2 separate regions of the Mus musculus genome follow, and region 2 is linked to region 1. A link is a contact called in public promoter capture Hi-C data. All regions are on one chromosome and are shown on one strand. Each heading gives the region's core, a stretch centred on a gene start, on an enhancer-like site or on the middle of the called end of the contact. The rest is flanking DNA. Distances are from core to core; before and after follow the strand shown.

Region 1 (5,684 bases), core at 1,508-4,007:
AGTTTTCTTGTATCTGGAATTTTCCATTTAATATTTTTGAACCATAACTGACTTAGGTATTTGAAATTATGTAGAAGGGGCAGATATCTGTATTTAATGTGTACTGATTATTTCTGAGTATACACCCAATGGTATCACTGCCACAAACAAGATAACAACACATTCAATGTCTCCTCCAAATAGTTCTGTGTCACCCAAACTGACTTGGGTCACCTTGTCACGTGTACTTTTGTGCAACCACTATCACAACTACTGATTTTCCTGGCACCAGAGACTATTGCGCTCTCCTCTACCTTGCCTGCAACTCTCATACCGTGGCTCTGTTCTAAATGGAATTTCATGGTACCAGTGTGACCTTTGGGCACTAGTGTTTCATCAGTGTAAAATCCTGTTCTCAAAGGCCATCTCAGGTGTTGTACAATAGTTACTCTCCTTTTGCTGTTTGGTTGTTTCCAGATTTGGGCAATTACAAAGCTGCTGCAAGTGTCATGTTCAGGTGTGGTTTCAGTCACAGCCCTCCTTACTCCTGGACAATTGCTAGTTCATATGGTAAGAATTTGTGTTTAAATCTTTATTAGAGCCAGGCATGGTGGCACATGCCTTTAACCCCAGCGCTCGGGAGGCACAGGCAGGCAGGTTTCTGAGTTCAAGGCCAGCCTGGTCTACAAAGTGAGTTCAGGACAGCCAGGGCTATACAGAGAAACCCTGTCTTGAAAAACAAAACAAAAACAAAAAACAAAAAACAAAACAAAAAAATCTTTATTAGAGAAACTGCCAAGGCATGTTGCAGGTAGTTCTGCATTCATTCTGAATTCTCAATAGAATGAGAGCTCTGTCTCCATGGCTTCCTTAGTGTGTAGTAATGTCACACCATCTGTTAAGTAGGAATCTGTATCTATAGGATTTTGATCTACCTCTTCCCCCGGCCTTTTAGTCATTACATATTTATTCAAACAATTACAAAAATATTGGGGCTCTTGTCACTGTTGCCAATACAGCACTAAACTTGAGGTTGGCAAGATGATTCAGCAGTAAATGTGCTTCCCATCAAGCCTGACGACTGAACTCACACTCTTGAATACACTTGGTAGTGGAGAACAGACTCTTATAAATTATCCTCTGACATTCAAATATGTGTACATACACACACACACACACACACACACACACACACAGAGCCAGTGAGAGAGAGAGAGAGAGAGAGACAGAGAGAGAGAGAGAGAGAGAGAGAGAGAGAGAGAGAACTGGTAAAATGATAGAACAGATGAAAAGTACCAGTTGCTTGCTACCAAGTCTTATGACCTGAGTTTGATTCCTGGTACCCATATAGTGGAAAGAGAGACAAGTTGTACTCTGACCTCCACATGCACATCATGGCATGCACCCTACCCCATAAACACTAAGTAAACTAAAATGTACATTTTTTTAATTAAAAAGAGGACTGGCTTGTATGGTGGTACAGATCTTTAATCCTAACACTAACAGGCAGTGGATAGAGGATCACTGTGAGGTCCAGGCCAGCTAGGGCTATACAGTGAGACCTTATTTCAAAAACAAAAAATTAAACTGTGCTGGAGACATGGCTCATAAGTTAAGAGCACTTGTTGCAGAAGAACTGGTTTCAGTTCCAGATCCTACATGGCAATTCCAGTTCCAAGAGATCCAATGCACTGTCTTGTACCAAGCACACACACATAATTCACAGACACGTAATATACATGCAGGTCAAATATTCATACATATAAATAAATCTTTTGAAGAAGAAACAAAAACAAAGCAAAACAAGATGTCTTCTATCATGTGCACATGGTAATGCATGTGTATGTGATATATTTATGTATCTGTATATATACTTGTGTATACACAATATACATAACATATATGTATGTACACAGAGCATATACTATATAATACTGTGCATGTACATGACATATATGCATAATATATATTTTTTTTATGCATGCCATGGCATGTATTTGTGTTAAACTCTATGTATATGCATACTGTTTTATGCATATGTATATGTGTATATATGCATGCATACATGATATATATTTATGTTGGTTTGTATGACATATGTGTATGTATATATGTTGTATATGACATCGATTCATTTACATTACTTTGTGTATATTTATGTTTGTGCTTATGTATATGTAATAGCACGTTTTTATACATGTACATACATATATTAAACATGCATAAGTGTATAGATATATGATAGGGTATATTTGTGCATTATGTATTTATGATGCATTTATACATTTGGCATGCATTTATATATATATATATGAATATGTGAATATATATATGAATATAACTTTCATTTGTTGGTGTGCATTTGTGTATTTGTATGGTGTGTGTTCACGAATACCTTTGTTCGTATAACATATATTATTCGTCTCTGTCTGTCATGGTGTAGAGTCTCTGCATTAGTAACCTGTTCCCCCACATCTAGCTGGAGGGTGAAAGCGGCCTCTTATGCAGGGCTTCCGGTCTCCAGCAGTGCGCGCGACCCGGTCGGCGTCAATGGGCGGCGGGCGGCGGAAATCGTCTGGTGGCATGACGCACGCGCGGAAGGATGTTGCACCCGCGGAGCCGCGCACGCAGGCAAGTCCAAGGGCTGCCGGGAGGAGCACCGTATTATCGATGGCGGCCCTGGCGTCGGTGCCCGCGCTCGCGGGGGCTGCCGGGAGGAGCGCCGCGCCGTCGATGACCGCGCACGTTCACGGGACCGCGCGCGCAGTGCGGGCGGTCACCATCTTGGTACCTACGGCAGCGCGGTGCAGGCGCGAGTCGGGGCGTCCCTCGCTTGACGGTGGCGCGCTGTGGATAAATAAGCAGCGGGGACAGGCCGGCCTCCAGCGTCGCCGCGCTCGCGCCCGCGTGCAGGGCGGAGAGCGCTGAGCCTCGGGGGGGGCGGCGCGGGACAGCGAGGCCGCGACCCTGCCGGGCCCCGCCCAGCCCGCCGGGCCCGCCCCCGGCCGCTCCGCTGCCTGCCGGGCCGCGCAGATGGGATAAGCGGCGAAGATGTTCAGCTTCGAAGGCGACTTCAAGACAAGGCCCAAAGTGTCTCTCGGTGGCGCGAGCAGGAAGGTGAGGCGGTGCGGCCCGAGGTGTTAACCGAACCCGGGTCTGACAGCACCCAGGCGGCGCTGCTCCGCTGTAAGGTGTGGAGCGAGCTCCAGCCGGGTGCGGCTGCGGTGCAGTCCTGACAGGTTTGTGAGGAGGCTCCAGAGGAGCGCTGTCGAGCCGCGGACTGAGCGGCTGGGTCATTCATTGCGACCTCGCGGCCGCCTGCCCAAGGGCCGCAGTTTTGACCTGGAAGCACGTGCACTGGCAGTCTGGCTGGGGGCGTTACACAGTTAGCTGTCCAGCAGGGCGAGGCAGGTGCCCCCGCCCCCATTCCGCCCTTTAAGAACTCTTTACAAGCTATAAACTTGACATACCCGCTCCTCACAAAGCTTGGAGTGAGTGCCTTGCCCTCAAGAACAGCTTAGGGAAGAGTCCCTCGTGCCTGTGAAGTGGGAGGGGGCAGGTAGGACAAGGTCTTTGTAATCTGCATCGCGCTTTAGCTTGCCCCACTCGGAGCAATACAGAGTTTTGCCTGCCTGAGGCCTGAGGCCCCGGTCGCTTTTGGACCTTTGCTTGGTGATGGTTTTGACACTGGTCGGCTTTTTGGGGCTGTCTGAAGGATGAAGGCAATCGGCCGTGATGCTCTAGGCCGAGCCCGGAATCCAGACAGGATCCCTAGAGTTGTTAAAAGGATTTTTTTTTCCCATTAGGCGAAATTTTAAAGCTTTATTTTAAAAATTTATACATATGAGTGTTTGCCTGCATGTATGTAATGTGCACCACAGGCTTGCTTAGTTCCCGCAGAGGTCAGAAGAGGGCTTCCGATCTCCTGGAACTGGAGTTAAGGACACTTGTGAGTTGACATGTGGGTAGTAGGAAGAAAACCCAGACCCTCAGTAAAAGCAATAAGTGACCTTAACTGCTTAGCCATCTCCCTAGCCCTTTAATGTAAAATTTTTTGTCTTTTTTTTTCCCCCAAATTATTGTACGTTTGAGAGCAGTGTTGCTGAGCCTTTGCTCCAGCTTCATTTTATAAAGGATTTTTATCTGGACACACATTTGTAAATGGTCACTCCTGAAAACGAATGTCCCATCCTACCCATAATTGTTCTTCACCAAGCAAACTGCTTTTCTGACCAGTTTCTACAGGTCACTTTTAACGTTGAGCTTCGTGCAAACGAGGTCAGATGAAGCTTGGTCAGCCTCTGTGCCTTGCTTCTTGAGCTAGGTGCTTTCTTTGATAGATTCTTCCATCCCACTGTGTCCCTGTTAGTTCAGGACCTGAAAAAACCATAATTAACCCATCCTGGTTTTCATGGGTGCTTTGGTGGATGTTGCTTACACTGTGTTCTGCTGGTGCACACTGCCCGTTACTTCCCGAGTTGATGTGCCCACTACCCTACAGCCAGCAGTCTGAGGGCACCACTGACTCAGATCCTGGCCAGTAAGTGATATTAAGAGTCTTTGGAATTAATGGCCATTCTAGTATACTTCATTCATGTCTTAAATTATAATTTGAAATCTTTCCCTTCTTCAGCTTAGTGGAAAATTGATCTTTTCCTTTTTCAAAGTTAATGAATATTTTTATGTTTATTATCTTTAAGAACTATATGCTGGAAAAGTCCAAGACTTGATGAGTTTATTGGGGAGTTTGTTGGGGAGATAAGATTTAAACCTTGAAAAGTTATGGTGTACTAATGACTGGTTTTTTTGTTTGTTTATTTCAATTGTTTTTGTACTTCTTTCAGGCTAATACAGAAACACAGAATTGGTTGACATGCTCTAGAAAGGTGGGAAGTAGTAGGATGGGTTTGAAGGGACAATGTAGAAAGTTTGAAGTAGGTGTGTGGTGGGTTCCAGTGCTTCAGTTCTACCATTATCTACATGTATATTGTTTGAGACAGGACCTTATACTGGAATCCGACTGGCCTCAGACTCACTGTGTAGCCCACTCTGGCCTCAGATTTATGTACAGTCCTTCTGCCTCTGCCTTCCAAGTGCAGGAATCACAGACAGGAATGCAGCAACAGGCCCAGCTCTGGGTCAGTGCTTCTGAAATCAGGATACATCCTCATGGCACAGTTTATTTGGTAGCTTTGTGTGTGTATAGAAGACTATCTTAGTAGTCAGTTTGATTGCAAGTACAAAAATCCATTGAAACGAAGTGCAGAAAAGCAAATAAACAAAAAGCCTGTGAGAGGCATGATGATATTTCATAAAATGTGCAAGTCAAAAACTGTCCAGTTTCTATGCTACCGGTACCAAGGTAGTTTAGGTCAGCTATTCTCTTTGAGTTGCATTCTTGACTTTGTCTCTGTATATAGGTCCTGTCCATTTATTTTATTCTAGCCAAGCAGTGCCCATATATGGTTTCCTAGTTGAGTGCCTTGATCTCCAAGGCAATCTTCTGGAGAGGAAATCTTGGCTGGATCATGGTTTCCACCTGTGAGCTGAGTCTCAACCTCTGAGGGGTGAGTTGAGGAAATCTTCAGTACAGATTATTCCAGGTGTGTGCTTAAGCTAGGAGAAGACAGAGGAACAGAATGCCAAGGTTCCTGTGGGGTTCAGACATGTGTGGAACCTGAGAAATCTGAGTAGACATGGAGGTA
Region 2 (5,684 bases), core at 1,331-3,830, 6.0 Mb after region 1:
TTTTTTAGATTAAAATTCCCCTTTTGAGTTCTTGAAAAATGTGAAAAAGTTTACTTCTGGTTTTAAAATTGTACTCAAACATGTGCTTGGTTTACACTATCTGTACCCAAAGTTGGATTTCATTGTGGTACCCACAGGCAACAGGGTCTCCCTGGTAGGCATTGGTTAATCACTTGTTAAATGAGGGGACCACGGACACGCCGCTAGCATTACCTTTACCATGTCTCTGTATTTCTCTTTGAGCTCCTGGTACATCCTGCTATAGCGCAGGATAGACACCAGGGAAAGTGTGCTTTTAAACTCGCTCTTCCTGTTCTCCACCGCCCACCTGGCCAGCTTGGACAGCAGTTCTTCTCCGAGCCAGGCAGGCTTAGGATAGACAACACCATCTGAATGCCATCTCTCTGGACAGAAAATTAAAACAGATATGAACCTTCAAAAATAAGAGAAATACCAATGAGAATGCTAGCTTCAATCCTTAGTCCTAAGTGACATGTTCATTTTCCCAGAAGGGAGGAGCAACTACAGCATTCTTTCAATGTGTGTATGTGTATGTGTGTGTGTGTGTGTGTGCATGTGCATGTGTGTGTGTGTGTGCGTGTTGTTGTTGCAGGTATCAAACCCAAGACCTCGCTAAGGCACAAAATGGGCAGGTGTTCTACCACTGAATGACAAACCTGTACTTTATAAGAGGGACTCTAAACTATGACAGGATATTCCACCCCCTACTCTGGACCAAGATACACAAATAGCAGTATGATAATCGGATAGAGCTCATGTGAATTTGGTCTAGATAAAAAGTCCCCTAAAGGCTCCTATGTTGAAGGCTCAGTCCCCAATTCAGCTGAGTTTAAAAGTGGAACCTTGGGGAGGTGACTGGACCATGACAGGACCAACCTCATCAACAGGCTAACTCGTAGATACACTCAGCTTAAGGGACATTGGCGGTGGTGGGGACTTAGAGGGTGAGTGAGGTTTTGTTGGAGTAAGCAGGGAGTTGTGTTGGCGGTGGGCTTTTAAGGGCAGATTTTGTCCATGGTCCCTTATGCTCCTAGTTCCTCACTACAGGCCCCAAAACCAAAGAGGGAATGATCACAAACTAAAATATGATACCCGTTTAAAATTATACACATACATCTATATCTGTGTGTGTGTGTGTGTGTGTGTGTGTGTGTTTAAAAGACAGAGGACAGCTCACAGAACATGTGGGCTCTAGGGATCAAACTCAGCTTGTAAGATTTGAAACGAGCACCTTTATGCACAGTCATCTCACTGGCCCTCAAGCATCCTTAAGTTGACTCCCTTGGGTATTATGCAACAGAAAGCTGACTAACAGAGTACCCCAGCTAGTTGCTGTACACCCCTACCGGCATATGGAATATAGAGATCAAGGACTCTGGCTACATTGTGATCCCCAATCCAGTACCAGCGCCAGGAACCAGCAGAGTGGTGACTATAGTATACATCTGAGATCAGCCAACCAACACAAGACCTTGGCTCTTCTGTACCCCAGAATCTTCCAGTTGACTGCTGATAGGACATCCGGGATGGGCATCACATAGTGGTGCAACAGCAGCGTCCAGCTCTTACCATTCTCCTTCGTTGTGATGGAGATGGAGTTGATACACGTTGCTCGTTTTAACCTCCAAATTCCCCTCATTATCTTCTTCCAAGGGCAAAAAGGTGACACTCCCACTGGAGACATCTGAGGGGGAAAGACAAGGCTATCAGGTCATAACTGCTCTAAACGGATCCCTTGGAAGTAGAACTGAGCAGCGATGGACAGGAGAGTAATGCTTTCCAGTCCTTAGTGGCTGTCCAGCACTGGGGAGAGGGCTCTACACTTTGGACACACCATTATAGCTAGCACTTAGACAATACAAGGCCAGAGCTGGGTGGTGGGTGGTGTGGCGCTCCTTTAATCCCAGTACTTGGAAGGCTGAGGCGGGTGTATCTCTGTGAGTTCGAGGCCAGCCTGTTCTACATAGCGAATTCCAGGCCATATAAGGCCCTGTCTCAAAAAGCGAACGCTTTTCAGTCTGTTTGCGCTCTTCCCACTACTCTCCTACCTTGCACTACCAGTTCTTTCTTCGGCTCTGTGAGTGGGGAGTGCGGGCTCGCTTTCGGGATGACAGTCCTGAGAATCAGGTCGAGCTCCTGCGCGGCTTCAGGCTGAGGACCCAACGAGGGGCCACAGAGGAAGGCCAGCATTTCCGGATTGGCGTGGACGAGGCTTTGGGAGACTCGGTCCCATAGCGAGTTCAGGTCAGCCGCGGGAGCGGTGCCTTCGCGGCTCGCCCTAGGTCCCGACTCTGGCTCTCCTTTAGGAGAAGCCTGTCCGGGTTCCCTCTCCAGCCCGTGTCCCTGTCCCTGCCGCGGTCCACACTCCGCCTGGGCGTGGGACCGCAAAGTTCTCCCGCGGGCTTCCATGCGGGCGCCGCACAGCCTCTTGTTGGCCACCTGTGGCCTCTCCAGCCACACGGTCACGGCGGCCCAGAAGCCTGCAGGTAGCAGGGCATCAGGATCGCTTAGCCGCACTCTACCCAGCTCCTCCATGGCTGCGCGCTCGGCGCGTTGGGATGACGCGACCCGGAAGCGCATTGACTCACGGGAGTTAGAGCCTGGACCCGGAAGGCCATCCCTTTGTCCTTTTTGCTGGGCGGTAGCTTCGGAGCCGCTGGCGGAGCCTGGGACGCGGGAGGAGCAGAGTGTGGGCCGCAGTGGATACAGCCTCCTGGGGTCCTCAACGACTGAATGTACAACCCCTTCTCTGCTTGCTTTCTTGCTTGGAAATAAGAGCTCCCAAGCGGTACATCCGATTCGTGCCCCCTAAATGAAATTTTGCCCCCAGAGGTTCCACCTCTCACGACAAAGCTAATAATACTGAGAGGAGAGGAAGTTACTTGAGCAAACAAGACGTAACTGATACACTCAGCAGAAAGCCACACTTATATGAAGGATTCTACAAAGCTGGTTGGCTAACTACAACTTCATGATTGTAAAGAATTGGAATGCGGACCCAAAGCTAGCATTACCTTGGGCGATTATTTAGCTCCTTTATAGCCATGCATTGCCCACCTGTGTCTGACTCCAAATTCTTTGACTGGAATACATTAACTTGCCAGAAAGTAACCTCCTACCAACCCAAAAGATAAAGCTGGCATCAGAAAACATAAGAAACCTATAACACAGACGTTCTGAAAGTATAACAAAGTAAAAACAGAATTCTAGGCCTTTAGGCCCAGGCTTGGGAATGTGGCCTTTGTAAAGGTATGCTAATCATAAAACAGATAGCGACATTCCTCTACCCACCCGCTTCCTGGGTTCAAAGAGTGCTCATTCAAAGAAAGTCACCCTGACCATTGCCATATACAAATGTGCTTTTGTTAGGGGCTCTTAGAAACTGTTTTGAAAAATAACCCTCACAATTACCAGGTATTCCTCGTGACTCTTGTAACTTTGCACTTCCTTGTGACTCTTAACTGGTATTTTTGTTATTTTCCAACAATGCCCTTCCCACCTCCTTGAGTTGTGGTTTCTTCCTTTAAATACCCCCTTACTCAGCTACTCGGGGCGCCACGGTCCTCTACCCCTTCGTGGTGTATGACCGTGGGCCCGAGAGCGCTCTTGAATAAAAATCCTCTTGCATTTTGCAACAGGCCCGTTTCTTGTGGGTGATTTTGGGGTGTCGCCTCTCCTGAGTCAGAACGTGGGGGAGTCCTCACGTTGTGGGTCTTTCATTTCTTACTTTGTTACCTGAGGTCCGAAACAAAGTATTTGTTAAATCCTTTGGAATGTACAAACTATTAGCTTCCACCAACATGAAGGCTAAAAATGTCTCCAGCAATTTCCCCTCATTGTTCTAACCCACCTACCTGTTGGTACCCATCCTTGTATTTTAAAAATACTTACTTTATGGATTTTGTTACTATTAAAAAAACTGTCACCACGTATGAACATAGTTTTTAAACCATAGTCACTCATATTTGTCTCCAGACTAAGCTATCCCTCACTCCCTTTAAGGTCAAAGCTGTGTTTTTATATCAGCACAACAACCACATGCCTCTGCTCTAATGGTCCAAAGAGCCAAACACGCATCTTTGACCTCATCTCCCAACCTCTTGGCAACACCCATGTAGGCCAAAGTTTCACTTTGTTGCTGCTCCTGGGTTTCATTATGTCCCTTAGGGAACCAGGGGCACTTTACAGCAGCTAAACAACAACTATGGCTGCTTTGCTCAAGTAACGGGGACTGCACGGGTGGCCGAGGGAAGTTTGGAAGTAATAGAGGGGGTGGTGGGAGCTGGCGGTGAGTGGTAACAGAGAGTGACGGCAGCAGCTGCAACACCAGTGAGGACAGCAAAATGGAGCAGTAGCAAACAATAGCCGCGGCTGTGGTCATAGCAAGAGAGGCAGCCAGAGCAGAAATCATACAGTGGGGCTAAAGAGTGAGAGTAAGGAATTAAGGCTGACGGAGAGAAGGCTGTAAAGAGCTTGAAGAGTTCCACAGAGCTGTCAGGACTTGGGAGTCAAGGGGCTCAGACACACCACATGCAGGAACTGTTAACACTGGTGCAGTGTGAGGCTGTGGGGTTCTGACACTCTAACCCTATAGAAGAGCTGTAACACTTGTCACTGTAGGACTAAGGGTCCCATAACCTTAAGCTTACACAGATAATGACACTAGAGGGTGCAAATGGCTGCTGTTAATGCTGTGTGCTGCCATGAACTCAAGGGTAGCCTAAGCTAAGGGATACAAAAGCCACCACAAAGCAGACAGTTCTTGAAGAGCTTCCTCTTGCCTCTAACCAGTTAGAGCAAAGGACTTCTGCCTGCTGAATGGCAATGCTAATCTATTGGAAGGTGTTAGTGGTGCTACAGCAGGTAGAGATCAATGTTAGCTGTACATGTTTGTGGGGACTCAGGTACAGGGCTAAACAGACCCTGTCTCTGAGAAGCTGCTAGCTGACAGAGGAGGCTAACCAACAAGTCAGTATCCACGGAGTCTGGAAAGCAAAGTTCATGTGTGGTGGGGGTGGGGGTGGTGAAGAGACAGGGAAGCTAGTGATTCACTGTGGCACCTCTGACCTCAAAGGTATGGCAAGAGCTCAGTGACGTGATTTAAAGAGAGTTGATTTGTGCCTTTTCTCAAAAGTTGCACCATCTTTTCTATTATCTGATAAGACAAATTAGAGGGCACAATGTCTCTTTTGAATATCTTCACTCCTGGGAGGAGGTGATGAAATGGCTTAGCTGTTAAGGACACATGCTGCTCTGTTGGATGCTGATGGTGCATGCCTTTAATCTTGGCCTTGGTGGAGCAGAGGCAGGCAGATCTCCAAGTTTGAGGCCAGCCTGGTTTATAGAGTGAGTTCCAGGACAGCTAGGACCACTCAGAACAACTCTGTCTCGAAAAGACAAACAAAAACCCCCCACAAAAGAAAAGAACATTTGAAACTCAATCATGTAGACTGGGGCTCAGAGTCCAACATCAATAGCTAGCAGCTTCAAAACACTAGTCATTGGCTCCAAGGGATTGGATGTCCCCTTCTGTCCATGTCCATGTTCATACACATACACACATTTGCCCACATACACACACATACTCACACATGCACACACAGACACACACACGCACACACACACACACACACACACACACACACAAAAGCACACATATTTGA

What was found. Promoter capture Hi-C pulls out the DNA fragments that hold promoters and counts their contacts.
Region 2: a contact with region 1 is called in a promoter capture Hi-C map of liver, with 3 times the contacts expected there. The contact joins the promoter of Trmt44 here to the promoter of Ube3c in region 1. A contact is called at or near these places in 1 of 39 promoter capture datasets (liver) and 1 of 484 Hi-C or Micro-C datasets (CD4 T cells).

Annotation. Positions count from the first base shown.
Region 1 is chr5:29,566,485-29,572,168 of GRCm38.p6, forward strand. It overlaps Ube3c (ubiquitin protein ligase E3C), which reads left to right and starts at 2,758. Exons shown (of 23, transcript NM_133907.3): 1 at 2,758-3,096. The coding sequence starts at 3,031.
Region 2 is chr5:35,572,490-35,578,173 of GRCm38.p6, forward strand. Trmt44 (tRNA methyltransferase 44) reads right to left here and starts at 2,581. Exons shown (of 11, transcript NM_030208.3): 1 at 2,070-2,581; 2 at 1,591-1,705; 3 at 214-433. The coding sequence starts at 2,556.